Linked DNA regions of Gossypium hirsutum: region 1 is linked to region 2. The links are chromatin contacts, called in public Hi-C maps. All regions are on one chromosome and are shown on one strand. Each heading gives the region's core, a stretch centred on a gene start, on an enhancer-like site or on the middle of the called end of the contact. The rest is flanking DNA. Distances are from core to core; before and after follow the strand shown. Region 1 holds the start of LOC107889014 (triose phosphate/phosphate translocator, chloroplastic). Region 2 holds the start of LOC121206016.

What was found. A called contact is a pair of places that touch in the nucleus more often than the background predicts.
Region 1: a contact with region 2 is called in a Hi-C map of leaf, with 2.1 times the contacts expected there. The contact joins the promoter of LOC107889014 here to the promoter of LOC121206016 in region 2. A contact is called at or near these places in 2 of 34 Hi-C or Micro-C datasets (both in leaf).

What each region holds. Positions count from the first base shown.
Region 1 is chrA09:60,589,557-60,595,873 of Gossypium_hirsutum_v2.1, reverse strand. LOC107889014 (triose phosphate/phosphate translocator, chloroplastic) reads left to right here and starts at 2,140. Exons shown (of 12, transcript XM_016813303.2): 1 at 2,140-2,482; 2 at 2,566-2,640; 3 at 2,794-2,859; 4 at 3,280-3,358; 5 at 3,557-3,677; 6 at 3,931-4,026; 7 at 4,206-4,318; 8 at 4,465-4,542; 9 at 4,633-4,749; 10 at 4,993-5,092; 11 at 5,190-5,290; 12 at 5,691-5,877. The coding sequence starts at 2,220. The coding sequence ends at 5,708.
Region 2 is chrA09:60,172,027-60,178,590 of Gossypium_hirsutum_v2.1, reverse strand. It overlaps LOC121206016, which reads left to right and starts at 4,504. Exons shown (of 1, transcript XM_041076173.1): 1 at 4,504-5,058. The coding sequence starts at 4,504. The coding sequence ends at 5,058.

The DNA of each region.
Region 1 (6,317 bases), core at 891-3,390, 420 kb before region 2:
GATTTTAAAGATTAGTATATAGATATACAACTTATGGAGGTAATAAAGTATGTATAAAAAAATTAAAATGTACAAAAATATCAAAATAAAACTTTAGTTGAATGGTAAAATAAAAGTTTTACTAATGAATTTGTCTTTCAATCTCACCATATGCATATTTTTATTATTTTTTAAATAAAAAATTAAAATACTCTGAAATAATGTTACTTATTTTAATTATAAAAGGACATTCTCATAACTTTCTAACCGAGTAAATGACCTGATTGAAGATAACATCAACTTAATCAAGAACTCAAATTATATTATAAATATATTACTCTCATTGAAACGATAAAGCTCAACTTGACATATAGACAACTTTACTCTCAAAGCTATATAACTAAAACTAAAACTTACCAAATAATTGCATTAGATGTACAAGGTTCCATCATAGTTAACACATCTGTTGTTAAATTATTTTGTTAAATTTGTTGGTATGACATTTTAAAATTAAAAAAAAAATCACTTGGTTGTCATATAACTAAAAAAATGAAGTTGTAATGAACTTAAATTTAACGAAATAATGTTAACAACAGTTAACAATTGTATTAAAATTTTGAAATCTAAAAAAAGATTAAAATTTTAAAAATAAAAGTATAGAGAATAAATTTCAAATTTTTAAATAGTACAAAGACTTGTGGTATAATTTAATCTTATTTCTAAAATAGTGACTAACATATAAATATATTACTGATTGACCTTGTCTATGACCAAATAACACTAATAGAAATTCATGTTATCATTTTTAAGGGTAGCAACATATGATGATATCCATTTGAACCAAAAATAGAGCATTAAATTGTATCGAATTAAAATAGATTGATTAAAATATAAGAGTAAGCATCATAGAGGGACTAAAAGTGGAATTGTAAACATTTACTTTCAAGCAAATAATGGAAAGGGGATGGGAGACGATAAGGATATTTGCAAAAACAAGGCAAAATAGAAGCCACTCGTAAACAATTGGACGAGATATCTGTCTTCACCAGCCATACACAGGGGATAAGATCTGGCCCCACATCTCAATCTCTTCATTTCTATTTCAATGCTTTCTCCACCGTTGATTAATAATCTCCTCGGTTTCTGATCTTTATTATACGTCAAAAAGCCAGAGTATACAGCGTATTCGCCTGTACCTTGCCGCAGGCGACCAAAACGACGTAATTTTTTTTGAGAATCGAGGACCAATAAAATAGAATTAATCGATAATTTTAAAAACAAAAAAAAGAAAGGTGTAATTCTGGTTTTAGTCCCTTGACTATGTTAATTTTTTTGAGATTAATCTTTTACCTTAATTCGACATAATTTGATTTCTTTTTTTTTAATATATAAAATACACAATTAGTTGTTGTAATTAAAGTGATAACATGATTGTTTTTTTTATTGTTACTCGACCACACTACCAGTAAGTCACGTGGAATCTTGTCACATGTTTAAACAATTAGGGTTGAGTTCGATTCGATTTGATCAATTTGTTTAAATTGGTTGTGATACTTCAATTTATTTCTCGATTTTTACATACTAATTTTGAGTTTTAGACTTTATATTGACAAAATGAACTTTGTTTTATGAGTTGTGAAAATTATTTAATAAAATTTTAAGAATTTTTTATTAATATTTTTTAAAAATAAATTTTCATATAAAATATATTATTTTTGAAAACAAACACATAGCATTTTTATGTTGTTTTTACTATTTTAAATAAAAAATATAAAAAATTACTACTATTGCCTATAACACACCCATAATAAATAACATGTGTTTAAACGCTCTTAAATTCATATCTTTCTTATTGTTATCACAGAAAAAATGTCAACTGAACCTTACAATTTTTATTTTTACATCATAAAAATTAAAATTAATTATAAATGAAATAAAATAAAAATTGATTTAGTTGGAGTAATGATAGTTTGTTAATTTGTGGTATGATTTAAATTGGTTTTTGATTTCTCGAAATAAAAAAATTTGCTCAACCCTACACCAATAATAAATTATATCAAATTAAAATAAAATGATTAAATATCAAATTTTAGAATAGTATAAGGACTAAACTTAGAAATAAACCAAAATAAATATAGAAAATGAAAAATCTGTTAATTTCTTAATTCTTTTCCCTCCATTAAAGAGCTCACTCTTATCTAAGGGGATAGCCATTTGATTCTCTCTTCCTCTCAGTAACAATGGAGTCGCGGTTGTTGTCACGCGCTTCCACCATCGCCGGCTTGCCTCAGATCAGGCCGAAGCTTTCGCGAGACTCTCTCAGTGTTTCGTTTGCTTCGGCTAAGCCTATCGGAGCCGTCGGAGAAGGCGGGAACGTGATATGGGGGAGACAGCTAAGGCCGTCGCTGTTGCTCGAGATCTCGCCGGTCAATAAACGGGAGATTTTGAAGCCGGTTCTAGCTTCCGCGTCGTCGGCGGCCGGGGGAGGAAGCGATTCCGCCGGGTGAGGTCCGTTTCCTCCGTTCTGACTCGGTCAAACTCGTCCACGCCTTAGTTCTCTGACTCACTGATTCGGTGATATTGCAGGGACGCTGAGATCGCTCCGGTTGGATTCTTCCAAAAGTATCCCGCTCTTGTTACTGGCTTCTTCTTCTTCATGTGGTAGGTAAAAAAACCGGTCGGCGTGTTTAGCCGTCAAATGTTCGGCGGTTTGAACCGTGGTTAAGATTCGGTCAACAGTCAAATTTACTTCAATTTTTTTTTTAAATTTCAATTTACAACATCGTGTTTTAATTCTATTTTTTATCCTTCCAGGTACTTCTTAAATGTAATCTTTAACATTCTCAACAAGAAGATCTACAATTACTTCCCTTATCCCTAGTAAGTAATTGGAGTTTTTATATCATTTTTCTTGTTTTTTTGGGGAATTTTTAACTTATCATTTGGTCTAATCTTAGTTTTAGTCCATCTACTAACTCAACTTTAACGTGGAATAATGCCTTTACTTTTATAATATTATTTGTAGGTCCAAATAATACTGTTAATTGCAGTTTTTAATGTCTTAATGGTTGATTAATAACGGGGTTAATAGTTTTAGCAGATTCGTGAATTTCACGTTTACGGCCGCAGTTACCAGCATTATCAATTTAGACCTGCTAATAATATTGGAGAGGATCAAATTATGTGAAATTATAAGTATAGAGATTAAATTTCAAAATTTTACACTAGAGAATCCAAAACCAGAATTTTACTTTTTCTTTCCCATTGAATAGTAATGGTTTGATGCCATTTTTTATGCAGTTTTGTGTCAGTTATTCACTTGTTCGTTGGGGTGATATATTGTTTGATCGGCTGGGCCGTTGGCCTCCCTAAGCGAGCTGTAAGTGAAGGAATTAAATCCCATCATCTTAATATTACAACGTAGTTTCTTACAAATCTTTTAGTTGTGTTAGCTGCTGTAAGAATCCTCAATGTGGGGAAAATGCAACATGTTATAACCTGCTAAAGTTCTTTTTGAGGAAAACCCGAGAATTTGTCGCTATTGTGGCACTGATGATTTATGTAAATCTGTGTGTAGCCTATTGATTCAAACCTACTGAAGTTGTTGATCCCTGTTGCCGTATGCCATGCATTGGGCCATGTAACTAGCAATGTCTCCTTTGCAGCTGTTGCTGTGTCTTTCACCCACACAATCAAAGGTGATGATGACATTATATGTATCTATATATTCTCTTGTGCAGGCTATGTTGCTCCCAACTCTTTATTTTTCTTGAAGCATTCATGTCCAACACTCATGTCTGACACTTTTTCAGACATGGCGTGTTGAACACTTGCCTGTCTCAACACTCACACCAACTTCCGACTAACATAGTTAAGGATGATATTTTAAATATATGTGGTTTTATGTCAGGTGTAGCCTATTGATAACTAGTTTGTTGTTGTTTTTTTCAGCTCTTGAGCCTTTCTTCAATGCTGCTGCTTCCCAATTCATACTTGGACAATCCATTCCATTAACTCTATGGCTGTCTCTTGCTCCTGTTGTTATTGGTGATTTCTCTATTCTTTGTTCGGTCATCTCATTTGAATTGGCTCAAGTATCAATTGTGCTCTAGCTCTAATTGTGTAGATAAACAAACTCTAGAACTCTATTACGAGATTGGCAATTTGCACTTGAATTGTTAACGTGTCTCCATGTTTGGGTATCATTTAACCCAAAATGCATGCAGGTGTATCGATGGCATCACTGACTGAGCTGTCGTTCAATTGGACGGGTTTCATTAGTGCAATGATTTCTAACATTTCATTCACTTACAGGAGTATCTATTCCAAGAAAGCTATGGTGACTTTCTTTGAAACTCTTCGCAGTTCCTTTTTGAAAGAATCAAACAGAGCTCCTTTCTTCCTCTTCTTCACTTCCTTTATATTTTTGACCCTCTATTGTGATAAGCATTTTATGATATTTGTCGGTTTTTCGTATATATGCAGACCGATATGGACAGTACAAATGTCTACGCTTATATTTCCATCATTGCGCTCTTCGTCTGTATTCCTCCGGCCATCATTGTAAGTAAAAATTTGAGGGCAACTGCAGATATTTAGACACTTTCGAACCTAGAGCCCACGGTCGCTTAAACCTCGTTTCCCTCATTGCAGTTCGAGGGCCCTCAATTAATGAAGCATGGTTTCACTGATGCTATTGCTAAAGTTGGTATGACTAAATTCATCTCGGATCTCTTTTGGGTGGGTATGTTTTACCATCTCTACAATCAGGTACATTATCTTATCCTTATTTTCATTGTTTGAAGTTCCATTCGTGTTGATTTATGATTCTATGCATCTAATCCAAGCATGATGCCTCTTGACATATGATTTTGCTAATGAGTTCCCTGAAAGCACTCTTACACCAATGTATTGAAAATAAGAGTGATACTCTGAACAGTGTCTTATGCGTCGCTCATTAGTAAAGCCCTTATATGTACGGATGAAGCTGATGAAGATTTTTTTGGTATTCAGTTGGCTACCAACACACTAGAGCGGGTGGCACCACTCACTCATGCAGTTGGCAATGTGCTGAAACGTGTGTTTGTCATTGGCTTCTCAATCCTGGCCTTTGGTAAGTTTAAATCTTAATCTTTGCTTATACTCTGTTTTCGGATTACTGTCAGGATGTAACTCTTCAGGCTGAATATTGAACGATCTACTTCTTACAGGAAACAAGATTTCAACGCAGACAGGTATTGGAACAGCCATAGCTATTGCTGGAGTGGCAATGTACTCTTTCATCAAGGCCAGGATGGAAGAAGAGAAACGAGTAAGTAAGAAACATTCTTACCAAAACATACACACACACACACGATTTAACTTAGAACTAATTGCACTCGCCATTGACCTTCAATTTAGAATTGAACGGTCCGGATATTCAGATTCTTAAATCTGCCTGGTTTTTGGCCTGACAATCTGTGTAATCCATGTCTGCGTGTTGTATAAACATAAACACAACGATTGGAATGTATGAATGTCATAAACACGAATGCGATGTGTTTAATATTACTGGGTCGGGAATTTTGGAAGTAGGTGGGTCTATTTAACTAGTGAAATGGGCAAGGAAGGGGCATCTTAAATACCGTTTTACTTTTTTTTTTGTTAAAGCTGAAATTATTGTAATAAAATAATGCAAATGGGATTTATTTATTTATTTATTATTATTGCAGCAAATGAAAGCAGCATGAGAAGAAAAGAGGCAAGGAAATGGAGGAAGCAAAGGAAAGGGGGTGTAAAGTTAGGTCTTTCCTCATGAAGATTTTTAAAAAAAATTTAAAAGAAAAAGATGACATTGAATATCCTGCTTCTGTTTTTGTTCAATTATAATAATTATTATTTCCATCAGTTTTCTTTTAATTAGTATCCCAAAACCATCTCTAATTTTCAAGCAGACTGAAAATAATGTATGATCACACCTACTTTCCTCTCAGATTAAGCACTGTTTCCTTTAGAAGCTTTAATGAGTTGCATGAACCCGGAAAATTCTACTCTACGTTTCACAAGAAAGCATATACCGAAATTTCTAATTGAAGTGTACATGTTAAAATTTTTTATATAAACATCACAACTTTTGGTATAAATTTCCCAACTGGCAGGTTTTCAAATTAGATGATTTAGATTATATATCAACCTAGTCATATATTGTTTTTTTCTTTAATTATGCAGTAGATGTACAAGGGCTTTACTTTTATTTATTTATCTTTTATTTTGGGATAATTTTTTTTTCAATTAGGTTCACTTTGGTACTTATATATTTCTTTGTCTACTTTGGTTCTTGTTCTTGGATTTTGTCAAGA
Region 2 (6,564 bases), core at 3,255-5,754:
TTTGTATTACGATAAATATATAAATTAAAAAATTATTCTTTAAAGTAAAGGTAAATTAATATAAATCCAAATAAATTAATTTAATTCAATGACATTAATAGTGTATTGGATATTTAATATTTAAGACTCCATTTAAAAAAAAGTATATTCAATTTTATCACATCATGAATATGGAAAGGGTTTTAAAAGGATCCCCTTGAACGTTTAATAATCATCTTTTAATTTTGCATAAGTTGCAAAGGGGAGAGGATCCATTAAAAGTCCCTTTAACCCTAACTCCCTTTTGGGTACAAGTTCATGATATTCCCATGGGTTACTATTCTGAAAATTTGGCTGCATAATTGGGAAATTTTATAGAAAGTCTTCTAGAGTACGATGGCTCGAGTTTCGGGAAAGAGAATAAAAATTTTATGCGGATAAGAGTTCAAATTGATATTCGTCACCCTCTAAAAAGGAAAATACAAATCATGTTTTGTGGCAAATGCTCTTATGTCAGATTCAAGTATGAAAGACTGACCCCTTTTTTGCTTCTATTGTGGCTGTCTAGGTCATAGTGATTCCTTTTGTACAACCAAGATGGAGCTAGGGGCAAAAATTGCTAACATGGGCTGGGATCTGACTTTACGTGCACAGACAACAAGAGCCCAAACAATGAGTAGTGTTTGGTTAAAGGAGGAAGGAGGAGTTGTGAGCGGTCTTAATGCAAATCCCAGAGGAAACAGTAGATGGGGAGATGTTAGAAGTTTTGGCTGTGATACAAATATTGACCCTATCTTAGGATTCAATTTGGAAGGAAAAAAGGTTCACCTAAGCCTAGAGAATGACGAAACATTGGGTGGTCAAATTCAAACGACAATGGATCATGATCTGGAGAATGAGGTGATTATAGGAGAGGAGGGGAAAAAGAGGCCTAGAGGGTACATTGAAGAAAGCAGTACCATGAGGGAAGAAATCGGAGAATGTCTGAAGTTACTCATTTATTATCGCCGGCTGTCAAGAGGCAGGCCGACCGACCGCAATGAAAATCTTAAGTTGGAACGTCCATGGTCTGGGGAATCCATGGACAGTTCGAAGACTTCGGCATAGGCTGAAATTACATTATCCCCAAGTGTTCTTCTTTATGGAGATAAAAATTAATAAGTATCAAATGGAAAAAGTTTGGCGGAGTTGCGGGTTTCATTTTGGTATTGATGTTGATTCAGTTGGTTCTAAAGGGGGACTAAGTTTAGCATGGCGAGGGGATGCTAATATAATGCTACAAAGTTTCTCTAATCGACATATTGATGTGATTATTGAGGATGTAGGTGATCAGAAGAAGTGGAGATTTATAGGTTTCTATGGTTCTGCTAACACACATGATAGGGATGATTCATGGAATTTGTTGAGACGTTTAAGTAATAACGAAGAGTATCCATGGCTGGTTTGTGGGGACTTTAATGAGATCTTATATGGCTTTGAGAAGAAAAGAGGTCTACCTAGAGATGAGAGAAGAATGGAAGCTTTCTGAAAGAAGTTAGCTGATTGTAGCTTGGTAGATGTGGGTTATTCAGGTAGTTGGTTTACTTGGGAAAGAGGGAACCTCCCAGAAACGAACATTCAAGAGAGGTCAGATAGGGGTATACCTACGGAAGAATGGATTTCTTTATTCCCAAATTTTCAAATTAAACATCTCCCCCATTCATTCTCGGACCATTGTCCACTTCTTATTAGTACAGAGCACAGAGTTGGAAGGTTGATTCAAAAAAACTTTTAAGTTTGAGGCCAGGTGGGTTTTGGAGGAAACATTTTATAAGGAAGTTAAATGTATTGGGAAAATGCCGGAAGTGATCTTTTCAGCAAGCTAGATGATATCAAAAGAGGTTTAACGAGTTGGGCAAACCAAATTTGACGGTGCAAAAAAATGAAAACAGAGGTCCTAACATCAAAGCTGGCAAAATTACTAGAATCTGATAGAAGTGATGAAAATTTGGCAGAGCTTAGTAATACAAAGATTAATTTGAATTTTGAGATTGAAAAGGATGACTGCTACTAAGAGTAGAAGGCCCGAATAAATTGGTTGAAACTTGGAGACAAAAATACAGCTTTTTTTCATAAGCAGGCGACCCAAAGAAAAAAGTGTAATTTTATTCACAATATGCAGTTTGAAGACGGCATAGAGACAGAGGAGGCTAAAGAGATGGAAGAAATTGCTAGATCATATTTTCTGAAATTATTTTCAACAGGAAGACAAGATAACTTCTTTAAAATCTTGTTCGGAATTGACAGATGCATTTTTGAGGAAGATAATGAGAAATTAAAGACAAGATACACCAAGGAGGAAATAAGAGAAGCTCTATCAGGATTAGGTCTTACAAAAGCACCAGGAGATGATGGTTTTCTAGCCTTATTCTATAAAAAATGTTGGCCGCTCATTAGGGAGAATGTATCTACTTTTTGCCTTCAAAGATTAAATGAAAGTATGTAATTATGCTCGATCAACAAAACAAATATTGTACTAATCCGAAAAATTCTAAATCCTTCCAGTATTACTCAATTTAGGCCAATTAGCTTATGGAATGTGATTTATAAATTGATAGCTAAGGTCATTGCTAAACAGCTTCGGGCAGTGATTCATGAATGCATTGATTCAACACAAAATGCTTTTATTTCAGGAAAACTGATTTTTGATAACGTGTTACAAGCTTATAAGGTTCTGCACACTTTAAAGCACAAGACAGGAAAAAAAAGGTTTATGGCTGTGAAACTAGACATGAGTAAGGTATATGATAGGGTTGAATGGAGCTTTGTGAATGAGGTAATGAAGAAAATGGGATTTGACCCATGATGGGTTAGTTCGTTAATGAATTATGTGTTTACAGTATCATAGTGTAGTTTTCAACAGAAATGTAGGAGAAAATTTTCTTCCATCTAGAGGTCTTAGACAAGGGGACCCTTTCAGTCCGTTTTTGTTTTTACTCTGTGGGGAAAGGCTTTCGAGTCTAATGCGGCTGGCGAGAACAAGAAACATTATAAAAGGAGTTAAAGTTTGTCGAAGTAGGCCAACCATCTCTCATTTACTCTTTGCAGATGACTGTATCTTACTTGCAGAAGCTACTGAAATGCGGGCACAGTCACTAAAACAGGTTTTGAATGAGTATGAGAGGAGCTCAGGTCAATGTGTTAATTATGATAAATCGACTGTATTCTTCAGTTCAAATACACAAGAAGGGGAAAGGGTTGCAGTTTCGAACATAGAGTAAGGTCAACTGATCTAGAAAGATATCTAGGGCTCCCTAATATGGTGGGAAGGAAAAAGAGGTCGTCATTTCAAAATTTGAAGGATAGATTTAAACAACGAATTGACAATTGAAGTATAAGATATCTCTCCCAACGAGGAAATGAAGTTCTTATTAAAGCTATACTCCAATCTATCCCAACTTATACGATGGCTTGTTTTCTACTTCTTAAAACTCTATGTGCTGAATTGGAGGTCATAATAGTTAAATTCTAGTATTGGTGCGCTTGGAAAGATTTATGCTTATTAAAAGAAGATGGTGGCCTTGGGTTTCGAAATCTTGCGAAGTTTAATGTTGCCTTTTTAGCAAACAGGGGTGGCGTCTTATCAATTCCCCAAATTCATTATTAGCCCGCGTTTTGAAGGTAAAATATTATCCTAATTCTAATTTCTACAAGGCTCGGTTAGGAAATTTACCTTTGCTTACCTGGAAAAGTGTCTGGGCTGCAAGAGGGCTTCTAGAGAAAGGATTATAGTGGAGGGTTCGGAGAGGGGATCAAATATCTGTTTGGGATGATTTATGGATATCAGGAAATGAAGCAGATAGAATATCGAATCAAGACAACAATGATAATATTAAGTTAGTTTCAAATTTAATCGAAGCCACTAATAGAAGCTGGAAAACAGAGGTCATAAGGAATACCTTCCGAATGGATGTAGCGGAAAAAATTCTGAAGATCCCGCTAGCGGAGACAGCACACGAAGATTTTTAAGTATGGAGAGGGGAGTTGACAGGGGAGTTCTCCGTTAGGAGTGCCTACAAGCTATTACATGAAATTTGCTTGGATTCTACTACTATTATTTTATAGACCGAAATTAGAAATTTTTACAGAAAACTATGGAAATTATACATCCCCTTAAAAATTCAAATTACAGTTTGGAGAATATCTTGGAACTTCATTCCATCTCTTGTCAACCTTAGGCTCAAGAGGGTTGTGGTGGATGCCCAATGTCCTAGATTTCGCCAAGAAGAATAGTACAACACTCATATTTTTCAACAATGTCCATCTACAATCAAAGTTTGGAATCAGTTAAGACTAGCATGGGTTTTAGGCCATAATAATCTGAATATGTGGCAATGGTTTACCTAGGTCTTTGATAAAGGAACAGATGAGTAGATCCGGCTATTTTGTTGTGGTCTTTGGTTAATCTGGTTCAGCAGAAATAAGTTATTATATGAAAGAAGACATATAACAGGAATCGAAATAGTAAGACAAACTCAGAACTATATGGTAGAACTGGATGCAATAGAGGAGAAAAGATTTACTCTTCAACCAGCTGAAAATACTCAACAAATACGTAGAAGGGGAAGGATCACAGTTTATTTTGACGCAGCCTTCAACCGACTATCGTCCAGATCGACTACAGGTTTGCTCGTACGGAACGAGGAGGGGGAGATCCTCGCACCGAAGGCAGTCATGCACTCCGAGATAGCAACTCCGTTCACGGCAGAAGTATATGCAATATTACAGGCAATAAAATTAGGGATTTCTATGGGGTTAAACAAAATAGAAGTAGTGGGAGATTCGAAAACTATCATTAAGAAATGCCAAAGTATTGATACAGACAAATCGGTCATTGGAGCAATTATCAGAGACATACAAAGCAAAAAAGACAGATTCCAAGAGATCGACTTTCATTTTATTCCTAAGGCAAAGAATGTCTACGCTCATGTTATAGCAAATGAAGCCCTTAAGAGAAGAGAAAGCTTTTACCTGATTGGAGGAATCCCAGATTCGGTTCACCAAGCAGTGGAGAGTTTTTGGCCAAAAGCTCCAGACTGAGTGAAAGAAGAAATGAAAAGTTGTGAAGTGAAAAGTAGCAGATGAGAAGTTAATGCATTTTTTGAAAACCTGCTATAATTAATGGCTGGAACGGTTGATTTGAAAAGATGACAGCTATTGGTTTCCAGCTGTTTGATTTGACTGGCACAGGATAAGTCTTAGTTCCTATTTTAGTCTAGTTAAATTCAGACGAATTGGGCTAGTTATACTAGTTCTCTCTTTAGGCCCGATTCTAAATAGACCTTTACTTCTGTTTTCTGATTTCTTTTATTTCTATTTTTATGGATTTTAGCCCAAACTCTGCTTTCATGTATTTTAGTCATATAAATAAATCCAGTCAGATTTCTTATTCAAAAAATAAAAAGTCTATCCCGAAGTCTATTTAAAAAAAGTCACCTACCTTTTTCTCCTTCCCACCAACATTCTTTTCTTCTCATTCACTCCGCGGGTCTTTTCTCTTCTCAATTTGCATATCTGTCTTGTGGTTATCTTTGTTGTTTTCACAAGTTATGATAGACAGATGATGACACCGGTTGTTCGCTAAAACTCCATCGACCACCAGTATTTTTTCTTGGAAAGGTGGTGGCTCTTCGTCAGCTTATTAATATGTTTATATTTTGAGAGTATTTCAAAATAATAAATAATTTCACTAGTCGATTTGATCCCGTGTTGTCTTAAGTTTTATATTTTTTTATTTGTTTTTTCATTGTTTAATAAGTTTTCAGTTTTAGAAATTTTTGTCTGCTTTTGTAGCACATTTTTTTAATCTTGCTTATGCACGTAACCTTAGTTTTACAAGTGATTTTAAGGATGGTTTTGTTGTTGTCCTTTCTAGTTTGGTGAATGCACAATTCTTTTGTCGATTTTTACTTGCCGCTGGACTATTTAGGGTTGATTTCCTTATCATATTAAGTGCTTGCAATCACTCTAGATATGTTGTGCTTGAGTTGTGCTAAAATCAATTGTCAACGTGTCATAATATTCTATTCATGTTAAAACTAAAGTCTTTGTTGTGTTGATGGAGCTTATCATTTACCATTTACGACGAGTGGTTGTTATTTTTCCCTCCAAAATTGTATGATTTTAGTCATTGAATAAATTAATGAATTTAGCTTAAAAAAAAGTTTATCTGTTTAGGCAACTTTATATTCACATGTGTATTCTTAATTTAATATATTAAACAAAAACACAAGTTGATTGATAGAGGTCTAGTATTAATATTACAATATTAGCATTGATGGTAATTTGTATTTTTTTTTTTAAACATAGTAAGAAAGAGAAAAACTGAATAGAAAAGTTTACAACACAATTTCTCTAGCTATAGCATAGCTATCCCTATCCTCCTGCATCGCAGTTAGTAGCTCCTCCGGTGAATTATGCATGGGATATGTATTAGTATTATTGATCAAATAGTTATGTTTAATTATGATATGTATTAGGTATGATTTTAAAATTTTAATATGAATTGTTAACTTTTAAAATATAATGTAGATCCTAATTAAAATG